Regions from separate parts of the Mus musculus genome. Here region 1 is linked to region 2. Evidence: chromatin contacts called from public HiChIP or PLAC-seq data. All regions are on one chromosome and are shown on one strand. Each heading gives the region's core, a stretch centred on a gene start, on an enhancer-like site or on the middle of the called end of the contact. The rest is flanking DNA. Distances are from core to core; before and after follow the strand shown. Region 1 has its middle 26 kb from the start of Gm31463. Region 2 has its middle 28 kb from the start of Gm31401.

The links. HiChIP or PLAC-seq counts read pairs in DNA pulled down with a chosen protein or histone mark.
Region 1: a contact with region 2 is called in a FOXA1 HiChIP or PLAC-seq map of pancreatic cancer cells. The contact joins two enhancer-like sites. A contact is called at or near these places in 2 of 484 Hi-C or Micro-C datasets (embryonic fibroblasts and uterus) and 1 of 115 datasets of contacts at active chromatin or transcription factors (pancreatic cancer cells).

The regions. Positions count from the first base shown.
Region 1 is chr8:8,601,445-8,604,144 of GRCm38.p6, forward strand. No RefSeq gene overlaps it. Among named protein-coding and RNA genes, the nearest start is that of Gm31463, 26 kb to the left of the region's middle. Within about 2 kb of position 1,352, at least 109 of the 459 cell types and tissues checked have an H3K27ac peak or open chromatin away from gene starts, as enhancers often do. A contact at or near this core is called in pancreatic cancer cells, where this site is marked.
Region 2 is chr8:8,053,118-8,055,817 of GRCm38.p6, forward strand. No RefSeq gene overlaps it. Among named protein-coding and RNA genes, the nearest start is that of Gm31401, 28 kb to the right of the region's middle. Within about 2 kb of position 1,359, at least 13 of the 459 cell types and tissues checked have an H3K27ac peak or open chromatin away from gene starts, as enhancers often do. A contact at or near this core is called in pancreatic cancer cells, where this site is marked.

The DNA of each region.
Region 1 (2,700 bases), core at 102-2,601, 550 kb after region 2:
CTCCTGTCCTATCTATGAACATTTTAACATAATGAGTATGTGGTTATATGCATTGACATAAGCTTCATATAGGAGTTGATTATCTTTTTTTTGTACTGGAAACTGAACACAGGGCTTCATGCGTGCTAGGCAAGCATTCTACCACATGGACCTACTTCCTAGATTTTTTTTTTTTTTTTTCAATGTGCTATATAAGTCAGGATTTTGCTAAGTCACCCAGGCTGGCTGTACACTTATTTTTGTAAGCCAAGCAAGGATCCTCTTGCTACATCCTCCCATATAGCTGCGATGACAGGTTGGCACCACTAGGCCTAGCCACACCAATATTTAGAAGCAAGTCACGATTTTTTGTTCAGTTAGCCCTGCGCACCTCCCACAGTGAATGAAATGGTGAAAACTTTCAGGTGTGCAGGTTGAGGTCCACAGTGGACCACAGCCTTAGAGCATGGCCTCGTGTACTGAAGGGACGGTCCAGACAGAGTCGGAAGAGGAGATGAGCGAAGGATAGCGCACTTAGCTCTGCGGGAAGTAGAGGAGAGCAAAGCAAGGGGGCCTCTGTGGCCAAAGTTTGCGTTCTACCATTTAACAGGCTTCCACATCCCGGATGGCAACTTGAAAAACTGAGCTCGTGGCCTTGATTGATAAGTCAGAGGCATCAAAGAGTGTTTTCTCTTAGTAAGTCTCTCTCCCACCCTCCAACTGCACAAGAGCTGTGCTATTTCGCGACTGTGTCATGGGAAATGTTACATTTGTTTGTAACTTAGATACTGCTTGGTCGCAGCAGGTCAAGATTGTTGGTAAAACTTTGAAATGCCCCTGTAGGATGGGGCTGTAGCTCTGCAGTATACCACCTGCTTAGCATCCAAAAGGCACTGGGTTCCACGTCTACCAGCACCATAAAAAAAAGAAAACCAGCAAGCATAAAACCAGGCCACGGGTAGTCACTACTGCACTGAGGGTATCTGGTTACTCAGTGTGTGGGAAAGAGGCAAGTGTCTTACATTATATTGCAAATATAACACTTGATAAACATATTTCAGGATATTTGGTTTCCTTTGAGAGCAGTTTCAAAATAGTTGGCTTTGTGATGTGCTGTGCACTTTATTTTATGGATTTTAAAATCTTGTCATCAGGAGAGAGGAGTCCACGACTTATCCAAACTGCTAAAAGTGTCCTGAACCACCAAACTCATCAAGAGTTCCTTCTTGGCTGGCCACACGGTGACACACTTTTCATAGAAGTAGCTAGTGCCACTTCCTGAAGGAGAGTTGCCTCGCTGAGCAGACAGGAGTTCGTGAGGCAGAGGGTGGGGTACAGCAGTTCCTGGGGCAGCTTGGGTTCACCAGGCAGGCAGTCCTGCCAAGTTCTGAGTCATCTGTGCCCCAGGAACTGGAAGGAGCAGGTGGGGCAGGCAGACTCCACTTTACAAACACCAGGCTCCTTCGTCTCTGCTTATCTAGTGCACTGTGTGGGCTCCAGGCCTGTCTCACTCTCTCACCCAGGACTTTCATCCCATCTCTGACTCAGCTTCCTGGGGTAACCACGCACACTCCAGGCTCTTCTGCAGGAGCCACCTGGTTGACCAAACCCACTTGCCCCCACTAACCAGGATCTTGACTTGACAGAATCACCTCCTTCCAGAGTCATGTGGGCTCAACATGGGCTTCTCTGAATCAGCTGAAGCAACCCTGCTTCTATTCACAATGGCAGCAGGAGGTGAGAAGCTGAGGGGGCCGAAGAGGGGAAGTGCAGATGAAGAGGGAGCTGTGGGGTTTGCTTGTGTTTCTTGTCTGAGTTCACAGACCTAATATGAGTCACAAAGCTATCAGATGCCAGGTTGCTGCTGGGATAAGAGGGAGGAATGTCTCACTCCCTTCACCTGCACACTGTTTGCAGGTGAAATTGGCTCCTCTGATTCCTTCAGGAGCGCCACCTTCCAGGCTCCCTCAACTTGTGGTCTGGGGCTACATATAGCCAATGGCAGACATGAATGCAAGCCACCTAAGTTGTCTTGCCTATAAGACTATTATATTGTTTACAGTTTAAAAAGAAAAAGCCAACCATGCAGTTGGCTCTTGGGTGTGAACTTTGTAAATGACAACTTCCTGCTGTCACAGCAAAGGTTTGTTGTAAGATACCCATTCAAGGTAGGGCTTATCCAGTGGTGTATTCGCAGGGCCACAAGGCTGAGTTCCACTCTCTTCTTCTTGGCCACAGGGCCCTGGGGCTCAGGTTGCTATGTCTAGGGACTTAAAGGACCAGTTGGGTCCCCACCAGAGACATCCTTATAACTGTGGCATTACTGCGGACGTTGCCCAGGTTGGCCTAGATTGCTGCCAATATTCTTTGCATTGGCAGATTATATGGGTAATAAATTCGAAGTGTCGTCACCTATGACTTGGTGAACATTAAGCTAAATGCTGTAAGGGCTGATAGTGTACTCTTGTATATTTCAATTATAACTCTCCATCCTGCCATGAAATGGCAGCTGAGAGGAAGCATCCTTCTTTGGGTGTGGTTCTTAAACTTAAATAATCATGTTTTAAAGCTCAGTGCTTATCCACTCACTAGATCAACTCTGTGGGAACTCTACAACAATGGCCAGCACAGAAGCCAACTGCAGGCAGTGGTGGACGTGACCACACCCAGTCACGGAGACGACCACTGGAAACTGCAATACTGTTATTTACTTTACAGACG
Region 2 (2,700 bases), core at 109-2,608:
GTGAATAGTGTGAGGAGGATGGTTCTGTGCAGCCTGAAACGTGTTAAAGTTCAGAGAGAAAACTCTGTCCTTCTTCCATGATGGCCCTGCTCCCCATGAGAGGCTCAAAGAGACTGAACCACCAACCAGGGAGGCTGCATGGGCCTTGAATTCAGCCCTCCCTAGAGTTGTGTAGCTTGGTCTACTTCTAACAGTGGGAGCAGGGGCTGTCGCTATCTCTGCTGCATGTGTCTGGACTGCCTTCCTCCTTCTAGGTTGCAGTGTCTAGCTTTAATAGGCAAAGAGGTGCCTAGTCTTACTGCTGAGTGCTACCCGTCCAGGATGGTCCTTTTCTGAAGAGACACAGAAGAGGAGTTGAAGAGAAATGGATAGGGTTTAGGGAAAGAGACTGGGAGGAAAGGGGGAAGAGGAACTGCACTCAGGATGTAAAATTCAGATATTAAAGTTTTAAAACATACTGAGAAAGGAGGACTGATCCAAAGTGCCCTGAAACCTTCACAGCCGTCTAACATCAAGGCAGGCAACAAGTGACTGCCACACAAAAAAAAGGCTTCTCTCGGTATTGGAGCCATTATTATAACTCTGAGAAATTCTCTGTCTTTCTGAGTGAAGGTAAGGAATTATCAACAAAAATATCCAGTCTCCAAAATTAACTTTCTGTGCTTTTATTTTTGGAATTTTTGTGAACTCTAATCATGTTTATGGCCATTTTTCTTAAAGTAGATTGAAAATATATGTAAAATATATATTGCAATAAAAATACTGCAATTAATAACTTAAAAGATATTTTATATATGTATATATGTATATATATATATATATATATATATATATATATATATATATACATCATTACTACAGTAGCATCAGGAACAAATATACACCCATATATATCAAAAATACAATTCTAGGAATTGAAAAGTTATAACTTTTCATTACATACTGGTTTCAGCCTTGTATCAACAAAAAAGCTCAGTGAACTTAGAGAGTGTGTAAAATTCTTGATTTTTATTATTTATGAAAGCAAAGATTAGGATCATCTCTAAAGTATATTAAGAATCAGACAAATGAGATTGCTGGTCTAGCACACTACATCAGATAAACTCTAACTTGATCCAGAATGAAGAAATGTCTCATTTTAAGGGAAGATTGCAGTGAATCAAGAACTTGAATAATATGGGTGATAGGCTCAACCACCCCAAGTCTGCAAATTTTTCTGATGAAAAGAGTTCTATTGCCAAGAGGATATGATGAATGACTTACTGACACTGTAATCACAAACTGACTCACCTAAGGCCGAGAGTAAGAAGGATAGAGAGAAACATGGTGTCCTGGGTGGAAACAAGGCAGTCCCTTTCCTAATAAAATTAATGATTAACTGTGCATACAAAGGAATTGCTCTGAGCTATTATTTGCTTTCCTGATAGAGAACTTGGGGGCAGATTTTATCTAAGCTTATGACTTACATTTAAACAATAATAAAAAATGTGTATTCTTCTTGGTAATTGATATAAAAACACAAGAATGTAAATGAAACTTAATAACAGCGCCTTTGTACTCTGTTCTGCTATCCATCATACTCAGTGCCCAATGACCTTTCAATCACTCATGGCCTCAAAATTGCCAGGAATGTTGAGAAATGCAGAGTACCTCCTAGAATGGTAACCAGGAAGAAAACACCATCTGCTAAAAAGTTGCTAGCCGACACAGAAGGAAAAAACGCCTAGTGGAAATGAATAAAAAGTCAACATTGGAAACATTCTCCACTTATATATTTATGCATCTATTCATCAATCAAGGCAATCAATAGGCATAAAATACTGGAAGTTAATTAGATGAAACAGGTATTTGTATTAGCCAGTCATCTGTGAACATGAACTTGGTTCAGCCAAATTTCTGTGTGATGATAATGATTATTTAATATTATTTGGGGGATTTTAAAAGGAATAGAAGATTCAATTATGGAAACAGTCAAATTAAAAATCCATAAGATAATTATGAATGAAAAAACATAAGTCACTGTTTTGAGAGGGGAAAAGATAAGTTCAACATTAATTTTGCTTTAGACATTGGAAAGCATTGCTATGAATAATTACGAAAGGACGTCTGGTGCTGGGTTTGAAATCACAGGGAAATGGGAATAGAATATGAAGTTAACATTAGGTGATGTTGGCCTTAGGTTAAGATAGTTCTGGACAGTGTGTAAAACAAGAATTTTCAACTGTAAAATATTAATCCTGTGATTCCCCACCACAAAGACACAACACAACTCCCTTCTAACTTTTTTATATGCTAATTCACTTCCAAGAGACATGAATTCTTCATCTCTATTGCTAAGTCTCTCCCAACACTTGACATAGGCAGAGGGAGGTTTTCATGGGCTGCCAAAGGAAGGAATACATCATGGACCAATGGCAAAGATATTAACTACTGCACAGATAGAATTATATACTAAACAGGAATACCCTGGACTGTAATGATGAGGAATTCTGTGGGTCTAGTGGAACAGCAGAAATCAGAAACAAAAAAAAAATCTCCCAGGGGTGTGGAGGCACATTAAGTGAAACTGAGGATGGGGGCATAAGAGAATAGCAAGCATTTGAATTCTCTAAGATTTGTGGAGAGAAGATGAACTGAACCTAAGGAAGCATTGGGGCTCTCAAAGTAGTTCCAAAATTCTTCTATAGTAATAGGTTTTGA